3 separate regions of the Mus musculus genome follow, and all the other regions are linked to region 1. The links are chromatin contacts, called in public HiChIP or PLAC-seq maps. All regions are on one chromosome and are shown on one strand. The core of a region is the stretch at or near the end of the contact, and the rest is flanking DNA. Distances in the headings are between cores, read along the strand shown. Region 1 holds the start of Znrf2 (zinc and ring finger 2). Region 2 overlaps Znrf2 (zinc and ring finger 2). Region 3 has its middle 50 kb from the start of Znrf2.

The links. HiChIP or PLAC-seq counts read pairs in DNA pulled down with a chosen protein or histone mark.
Region 2: an H3K4me3 HiChIP or PLAC-seq map of the SCID.adh cell line shows a contact between it and region 1, with 53 read pairs. The contact joins the enhancer-like site here to the promoter of Znrf2 in region 1. A contact is called at or near these places in 4 of 39 promoter capture datasets (the C10 cell line, the HPC-7 cell line and macrophages), 2 of 15 datasets of contacts at CTCF or cohesin (the G1E-ER4 cell line and the NIH/3T3 cell line), 34 of 484 Hi-C or Micro-C datasets (the Ba/F3 cell line, CD4 T cells, CD8 T cells and 15 more), 19 of 115 datasets of contacts at active chromatin or transcription factors (CD4 single positive thymocytes, CD8 T cells, the HPC-7 cell line and 9 more) and 3 of 9 other capture datasets (adipose tissue, liver and pancreatic islet).
Region 3: a BATF HiChIP or PLAC-seq map of CD8 T cells shows a contact between it and region 1, with 15 read pairs. The contact joins the enhancer-like site here to the promoter of Znrf2 in region 1. A contact is called at or near these places in 8 of 39 promoter capture datasets (the 3T3-L1 cell line, the C10 cell line, hippocampal neurons and 3 more), 1 of 15 datasets of contacts at CTCF or cohesin (CD8 T cells), 43 of 484 Hi-C or Micro-C datasets (B cells, CD4 T cells, CD8 T cells and 23 more), 16 of 115 datasets of contacts at active chromatin or transcription factors (CD8 T cells, the HPC-7 cell line, the SCID.adh cell line and 10 more) and 2 of 9 other capture datasets (adipose tissue and liver).

The regions. Positions count from the first base shown.
Region 1 is chr6:54,815,575-54,818,325 of GRCm38.p6, forward strand. Znrf2 (zinc and ring finger 2) reads left to right here and starts at 1,342. Exons shown (of 5, transcript NM_199143.2): 1 at 1,342-1,898. The coding sequence starts at 1,442.
Region 2 is chr6:54,848,510-54,851,209 of GRCm38.p6, forward strand. The region is part of intron 1 of Znrf2 (zinc and ring finger 2); the gene reads left to right. Among named protein-coding and RNA genes, the nearest start is that of Znrf2, 33 kb to the left of the region's middle. Within about 2 kb of position 1,357, at least 73 of the 459 cell types and tissues checked have an H3K27ac peak or open chromatin away from gene starts, as enhancers often do. A contact at or near this core is called in the Ba/F3 cell line, CD4 single positive thymocytes, CD8 T cells and 12 more, where this site is marked.
Region 3 is chr6:54,765,130-54,767,922 of GRCm38.p6, forward strand. No RefSeq gene overlaps it. Among named protein-coding and RNA genes, the nearest start is that of Znrf2, 50 kb to the right of the region's middle. Within about 2 kb of position 1,507, at least 50 of the 459 cell types and tissues checked have an H3K27ac peak or open chromatin away from gene starts, as enhancers often do. A contact at or near this core is called in CD8 T cells, the SCID.adh cell line, double positive thymocytes and 7 more, where this site is marked.

The DNA of each region.
Region 1 (2,751 bases), core at 92-2,591:
ATGGCTCAGCGGTTAGGAGCACTAGCTGTTCTTGCAGAGGAACTGGGTTTGATTCCCTGCACAGCCATGTGACATCTAACTATAACTACAGTTCCAAGGGATTGAATACCTTCGTCTGATCTTCAGTCTGGGCACCAGGCACACGTGGGGAACTTACATGCAGGCAAAACATTTATACACACACACACACAAATTAAAAACAAACAAACAAACAAACAAACAACCCTCCATTCCCTTATCTTCTGAAAGAATGTCTAGAATCACTACTTAAATGACTCACCACAAATACAAAAGCGTAAAACAGCGACAGTGCATTTTTGCAGTTTGTACAAACACACTTGCACATAGACAATGCTACCAGTACCCGCCAAATGGGAGGGTCAGAGCCTGCTAGACCAAGCACCACACACAGGAAGGCATTTAGAATCCTGTTAAGTTCCATTTAGAGAAACCCACAAGATTTTAAAGCTACTATCGCTCTGGAGATTTAACTCAAACATTCTGGGCAAGGAAGCTAAAGTCCAAAAAGGTAAAACAATTTACAGCCTGCATAATTTGGCTTGGTGTTAGGCCCGAAGGCTGGATCTCGGGAGAAGATAGTCTCTGCACCTCAGTTTTTGCTCTGCCTTTGAAGGTCAAGCTGGATTATCGTTCGTTCTTCCAATTTTTTGCTCTTCCCTTCCCCTAGCATAATTCTGATCAAGTTGGCTTCAGCCTTCCCCTTGTTTCGTTCTGTCCTTCGCTCCTGTACTGTTTTTTGTTTTAAATCGTCTTCATTGCTGAGACTGTTGTTTGCTTAATCAGTGTATACAATACCAACGAAGGTCATTATCTACCCACTCAAAGCTCCAGACACGGGATACTGCCACGAACGCCCTAGCCAGGAAAAGGTGCACTTGGTTTTCTTCAGCGCTCACAGGCCACGTGCGGCAGGAGGGGCCGCCTTCTGATTGGTGGTGGGGGAGTCTCCTGGAGGGCGGAGCCACCGGTCTGTCCATCACCACATGCTGGGCGGGGCCTGGGCGGGTCGGCCTAGTTGTAGGGCAGAGCTAGAGCAGCGGGACCCAATCTCTGCGCTTTGCCTCGATTCGGCCGCCGCTCCTCCAGTGCCGGCCGCGAGGCGACGGTTGCCGGGGCGCGCGCCGCCCGTTCCTCTTTCCCGTTGCAAGCGGCTGGCGCGCAGGGAGGCGGCCCCCAATCCGGCCGGGCGCCTCCCACTCTCCGAGCCGCCGGGGAGCCGGAGGATGGCGGCGGTGACAGCGGCCGCCCGGGAGGAGGCGGTGCGGAGGCCGCGAAGCGCGGCAGCAAGCGGCAGCGGCCCGTCGCGGCGGCCCGGCAGCGACCGCGTCCGCACGGCTACCTGAGCGGCAGCCGCGAGCTGCGTCCCGCCTCTCTCGCTTGCTCGCTCGCTCGCTCGCTCGCGGCCCGGGGCGGCGCGGACATGGGCGCCAAGCAGAGCGGCCCCGCCGCCAACGGCCGCACCCGTGCCTACTCGGGCTCGGACCTGCCCTCCGGGACCGGCAGCGGCGGCGGCGGGGCGGACGGCGCTCGGGCGGCCCGTTTCGCGGCCCCGGTGTCCGGCGCGCAGCAGCCCAGCGCCTCGGCCGGCGCGGCGGCTGCAGCGGCGGCGGCGGCCTCGGCCCCGGCAGCGCCCCGTAGCCGCTCGCTCGGCGGGGCGGTGGGCAGCGCGTCGGGCGGCCGCGCGGCGCAGTCGGCCTTCAGCATCCCCAGCGCTGGCGGCGGCGGCGGCCCGTACGGCTCACAGGACTCAGTGCACAGCAGCCCAGAGGACAGCGTCGGCGCTAGGGACCGGGACCGGCCGGCGGGCGGGGGCCCTGGCGGGCCGCGTCTGGTGATCGGCTCGCTCCCGGCCCACCTCTCCCCGCACTTGTTTGGAGGTACGGCTCCCTGCCCTGGCAGCGGCTCCCCAGCTAGGGAAGCGCACCCCCCACTCCCTCCTTGCAACGCGGTGAATGGAAGAAGTATTGTTTTAAAACAAACTGACGAAACAGCCTCGTGGTTGTAGCTTTTAGTACCAGGAAGTCAGGGGAGATCAGTGGCTGAGTGTAGTTCTGCCCCGGAGCTGAAGGGCGAGCAGTTTTAAAGGCCCAAAGCCAGAAGGGACTCACGTGGATGTTTGAGTGTTTGAAAAAAGGAAGTTATCTCTCCTTTGGATAGACTCCTAACAAAGCTGTGATCCTTGCGTCTCTGTAAATAGCCCTGCCTACTTACTGGATACTTGTTTTCTGGTTAAATGTGTTAATGCAAAGTGTTGCTTCATAACCCCCGAAACTGCTACTTTTACAGTGTGGCTAATGTCACTACTGCTTAGTTTGAAGCGGATTGTGGAAAAGTTCAAGAACAGTTATTTAAAGAGATAATCTTTATAATGATCACAACTCTACCTATAGAGGCAGTAATTGGGCAAGGTCTTTCGAAGAGCGGTGTTCACTAGAGTTAAGGAACAATTTAGAGATCAGTGATGTGCTTTTAATTAAGTTGTTTGAAACAGGAGAAAGGGTGCAGTTGATCCTGAAAATGTGAACTTAGCCGCATATTGCCACCTCCTTTCGGTATGAGACTGGTATTATACATTTACACGTAAGCACAGAATGATGTAAACTATATCCCTTCAGGTTTTTTATTTGTTTGTTTGTTTGTGTATTTTTTTGAGTCAGGTTTTCTCTGTGTAGCCTTGGCTGTCCTGGAACTCACTCTGTAGACCAGACTGGCCTCGAACTCAGAGATCCA
Region 2 (2,700 bases), core at 107-2,606, 33 kb after region 1:
AAGGTCTCTTAATGGTTGTACCACAATGGGAGGAGCCTGTATCAACATCCCTGGGCAAGGCAGGAGCCTACAGGGAGTCAAGGACTAATTAATACATTTGTTCTTGCAGAAACTGGTACAGTCCTTTGAGAATTACATGCATACTAGGCCCCACCCCTTAAAATGTCTACTACTTCTCAACACAGCCAAACTCTTGAACAGATTTCCAGAACGTAAACCGCTGCAGTGGGTGGAAACACTCAAAGCATTTCCTGAATTGTTGTTTCGTTTGTTTTCCTTTAGTGATCATCCTGTCCCTGTCTCACTGCCCTTCATTACTAGTTATGGGGGGCCATTTTGAGGCATTGATCTTTGTTTCCTTACTGGGTACTTTACCAAAAATGTTTGCATTACCTCCTGGGGTTTGATTTGATTCTCATGGAACTGGCCTGTCCCCAACTTTTCAACCATTCCACCTCACCTTTGTTTCTGTTCCCCTTTTCTGTTGTTTGGTTGATGAGAGCAATTGCATTTTACTGGACATTTTTTTGTAAGATACATAAATTCACTCACAGATTAGAAATAAAGAAGAAATCCCACTCTTCATTTTCTGTGTTGGTCAGGCAGCATTGCTTTCTAGTCACCTGTGGTTTTCAATATCAGTTTTTCTCTACACAAAGAGCATCCATGAGGATGACCCACTCCTGAGGTTTTATAGTCATTCTAGCTTCCAGATCTCTAGGCTTCACACACACACACACACACACACACACACAGAGAGAGAGAGAGAGAGAGAGAGACAGAGACAGAGACAGAGACAGAGACAGAGGCAAGACAGAGACAGACAGAGACAGACAGGCGTGCATACACAGGTTAGGGGGAAGTCACAAATATGATCATCTTGATTGACTGAGCCCAGTGACTGTTTGGCACTGAGGGTGAGGATAGACTAAGAGAGTGTTGTTTAAGTATAAATTGTAAATAAGCAAAGGGTAGAATTCTTACTGCATTGGCTTTTCTCTATAAAAGGAGATTGGATGCTCCTGTAGGACCGTTTCCAGCCTCACAACCTTGAGCATGAAGTGGGAGTGGTTTACTGTAGCGTCTTTTGGACTGCACTGAAGGTGTGTGCACTGGGTAAAGCTGGAGAGTGTCTGCTCCTCTGCTGTGGCTTTGTTCTCAGGAAGTAGGAGGGTGGGGGAGGGTGGGGGAGGGTGGGGGGAGGGTGGGGGTGATTGTTGTTTAAAAACAGAAACTTACAGAAAACTGGAAGGCTTAATTGTTTTTAAAAGCTATTGTAAGACATTTAGTGAATCCTTTCTGTATCCTTCAGTCTAAACAACCAGCAAATCTTTGGATGACCTTTCACTCAGATATTTGAATGCTTATTACTTTGTGTCCAAAGTAGTATTAATGACTTTTGGACTACACAAAATAGGTCACCTAAACCTTGCTTCATTCATTTCCTGTTTCCATTATCTTCAAAAGTAATGATTTTGTAAAGACTACCGGAAAAAAATGAACAAAGACTTATCAGACACAGGCAGACAATAGAAAACATTGACTTTCCTTAATGGGCTTAAAACTTGGACCCATGTGAAATACATTTCCAAGAATCTCTGCTATGCAGTGATCTCTGTTGACATGAGTTATGTATGTTCCTTCAGGATTACTTTGGATGATTCATTAGAGAATCTTGTCTTTAGACTATAAAGCACTTGTTGAACAAGGTTACAATGTAGCAAGCAACCTTGTTTTGGAATGTATTTTGCTACATTGTGCTCTTCCCTGGTCTGGTGCTTTCATTTCACATATTTTGCTCTTAATAGAAGTAGGGTTCAGTGCTGGGGATTTCATTTGCTGTTTTCTCCATTGACCTCTTGAGCTGAAGTTATTCTTATTAGAAAGTCAGGGTAGGCGATCTGTGTCTTGTCCTGGCTTAGGAGGTTGTTTATCTTGTATTTCTAGGAGAATTTTTTCCTAGCAGTTAATCCTATACATGCCTACCATTTAATAGGTCTCCCTAGCAGCTGAAATGGCTGTCTTCTCAGGTTAGACTTCAGAACTTTAGCTGTGTATTATAAAACTTGTTTGCTTACAGAAAGTGGTTAATTTTAGTATGTTTGAAACAGTTTTTCTTTATAAATAAATTTGGAAAATCATGAGCGGTTTAGGACTTGACTGCTTGTGATTATGATTAGCCATAATTAGAGTTCTTTGTTCTGCTTCTTAATTTTGCTGCTATTCCCTCTGTAGAATTGAAGCTAAGGTGGTTTAGGTATTCAGTGTTGTCTGTAGGTCTAGGTGGGAGAGGAATTGGGAATAGAATATATACACAGAATATATAAGGATGTATAACTTCTGCCTCACAGAGGGTATCACACTTGAGAGAGAAGATGTACATAGCAGCAGTGATGTCACATAGAGTGAATATGGAGGCTGTTGGGCTCACGGGTGAGCAGGTAATGAGGAAAGGACCCCCCAAAGTCTGAAGTAAACCAAAAGCAACTTCGTTCACTGCAGGGGGGGGGGGGTGGGATGGGGGGGTGCTTCTAACTGGTTTAGAGTGTTGGTCAGGCTAGGAGCTGACACAACAACCTTGAAAGGGCAAAAGCAGTCTTCTTTTGAAGCATAAACCCACTGGCAGGTAGAAGGATAAATTGTACTGTAATTGGCCTTTGTGTCATTTAAAATGACAGACTTACCCATTACCCCACTAGG
Region 3 (2,793 bases), core at 257-2,756, 50 kb before region 1:
CTAGGGTGGATCACACCTCAGGTAGATTGCTTGCCCACCACTCATTAGGCCCTGGGTTTGCTCCCTAGGAAGGAAGGAAGGAAGGAAGGAAGGAAGGAAGGAAGGAAGGAAGGAAGGAAGGAGAAAAAGGTTAGATATGAAGAAAGCAAAAAGAAAGCAGCACAGAGTTAAGAATCTATCCTAACAGCAATTGCTTCTATTCTCCGTTTGTTTCACTTACTAATGATCACACAACAAACCACACTAAAACTTAGTGACATAAACTATAATGGTTGATTCCCTGGGATCTGTGGGCTGCCAGAACAGTTCTTGGGCTTAATTCTTGGTGTTAACTGAAGCAGCAAGATGCCAGTCGATCCAAATAGCTAGCCATGGGTGCTGCCACTGCCCAAAGCTCATCTGGGGCTATTAGTTAGGGGCCTGAGTCCTCACCCAGTCTTCTCCATTTATTTGTCTGTCTGGGCTTCCTCATGGCATGGCAGTGAGGTTCTGAGAGGAAACAATCCAACACACAAGCAGACACTGTTAGCATGGGCTGCGTTGTCACTCTGAGGAGATAGAGTTCTGGGTTCCATTCCCAGCACTGGAAAAAAAGAAAGGAAAAAGAAAGAAAAGTAGAAAATGGAAGGGGTAGGAAGAGAGAGAGAGAGTGAGGAGGTACTTGTGTGCTTTCTAAGGCTTAGGTCTGAAATGGTATAAAATGAAACTCATCACATTCTGTCACTGTAAGTCTATGAATTCCTGTGCAAGACAACTGGGGTCCAGATAACATCTATCAAACAAATGTGACCACGAGAGGCAGGTGAGAGCTGAAGAAGGAGGAAGTGTGTGTAGAGGATAGAAGGTAAGGTATAGGAGCGTTTTTATCTTGATTGTAGTGATGGTGTCTGGGGTCTACACATACACACACATACACATTATACATTAAACTTGTCAAACTGAATGTTTGAATTTGCAGAATTATTGTGTACCAGTTATATTTTAGTATAGCTATTTGGAAAGTGAACGTGATCTACTGCAGAATAAGACATTCCAATAAGATAATGTCTGGGTGTGTGGTGGGGTGGTAGAATAATCTGTGGCGATACATTACTAGGGATACTGCAAACAGCTATAAAATAGTATCAAGAAACGTGTTTGGTGTCTGAGCAGAGGAAAACTGTAGATATGTAATTCTGAGTATGCTGAAATTTTTGTTCAAATATGGGAGTTAGACAGAGCTAGGGAAAAAATATCCCAAGTGAGGGGCTGGAGAGATGACTCAGTGGTGAAGAGCACTGACTGTTCTTCCAGAGGACCTAGGCTCAATTCCCAGCACCCACATGGTAGCTCACACCTGTCTGTAACTCATTCCCAAGGACCCAACAGCTTCACAAAGACATGCACTTGGTGATATGAACTTCAGCACAAGAAACTCCATTTTGATGCTTTTCCTTGTGTGTTGGGTCTGAATGTAGGAACTTAGTCTAGATCACAGACCTCGATGTTGCTTGAGAGGATAAGAGGGCAGGAAGCTGCAAAAAAGGTACCTCCCATGTTTAACATAGTCTCTCACATGTGGGTAGGAAGCCACAGAAAGAACAACAAAATAGTTTTATTTGTCTTTATGAGATCTGGAAGGTGGTAGCAGATTGCCCTGGCCTCTATTTGCTTAACTCCATCAGAGCACTGGAAGTCTTACAAGGAAAGATTCTAGAAAACAGAATATTGCTGGATCCTGCCCTTGCTGGGCCAGTGGCAGGAGCTGAAATCCTATGACTAACCGACTTGAAGCGCTCACTGTTCGTTTTTTTTATGTGCCTTCTCAAGGCCTGTCCCCGAAAGTAGGTGGAACAGTTTGACCAGCTGCTGGAGGTACCAATGTGACTAGCAGCATGTAAATATCTCTTGTCTAGATGTCTTCTTTTCACAGCATCCTGAATCTTAGCTTTTGCTATGTGATCCTTAGATTTGCTTGCAAAATAAAAATTTTGGCATTCTTTTCAACTAAGTCTGAAATAACCTCTCCTTTCCCCTCCTCTGTGGAGGGAGAAGAAAACAGTAGTAGAGAAAATCCTAAAGAGCCTGCAGGGTGGGGTGGGGCGGGGCGGGGGGGGGGGGGGGAGATCATTCTTGTCTCTAAGGAGATCCCAATCAGAGGTATTTGGTTCACTTGGCTATATAAGGAGCTGAAAGAAGATAAGGAAAGGATGTCCAGATAACTAAAATGTTTCAACTCTGCAGTGTTTCCTTGGGTGGATCTCATCTTCTTGTCTTCACCTCTTCAGTGATCACAGCCAGGTCTCGGAGGTTGAACTGCGGGTGGACTGCTCAGAGTGAAGGAGGCTGTTGTAAGAGCAGCTACCTGGGCAGAACCAGTCTTTCCCCTTCTCTCCTTTGGCTGGCGAGCCACGGTAGCAACAACAGCAGTGACCGAGCATTGGGTGTTTCTAAAATCCTTTCCTGTTACTTTCATTGATTGTGACAGTGGATGGCCTGGGTCATGCCTTCATCCCCAGCCATTGGTTGTCATTGCCAATGGGAGATGAATCTCACAAGCTGGAGCTGGCGCCCCCCCCCCCCCCCCAGGTTTCCCAATGAATTGTCCATGTAAACACATGCACCAGGCTTCAAGTCCGGTGAAATCTTAGGGCTGTCAGGAACTCTGCTACAGCTAAATTGCATTTCTGTTTGTTTTCCAGGAAGCCAGAGGAACTTGACTTCTAACTGGCCTTGTTAGAGTTACAGCAGCAGCTCGGGATGGAGGGAGGATGGGCACTCTCTTATCCAACTGCATGATCTGTGATTCACTGA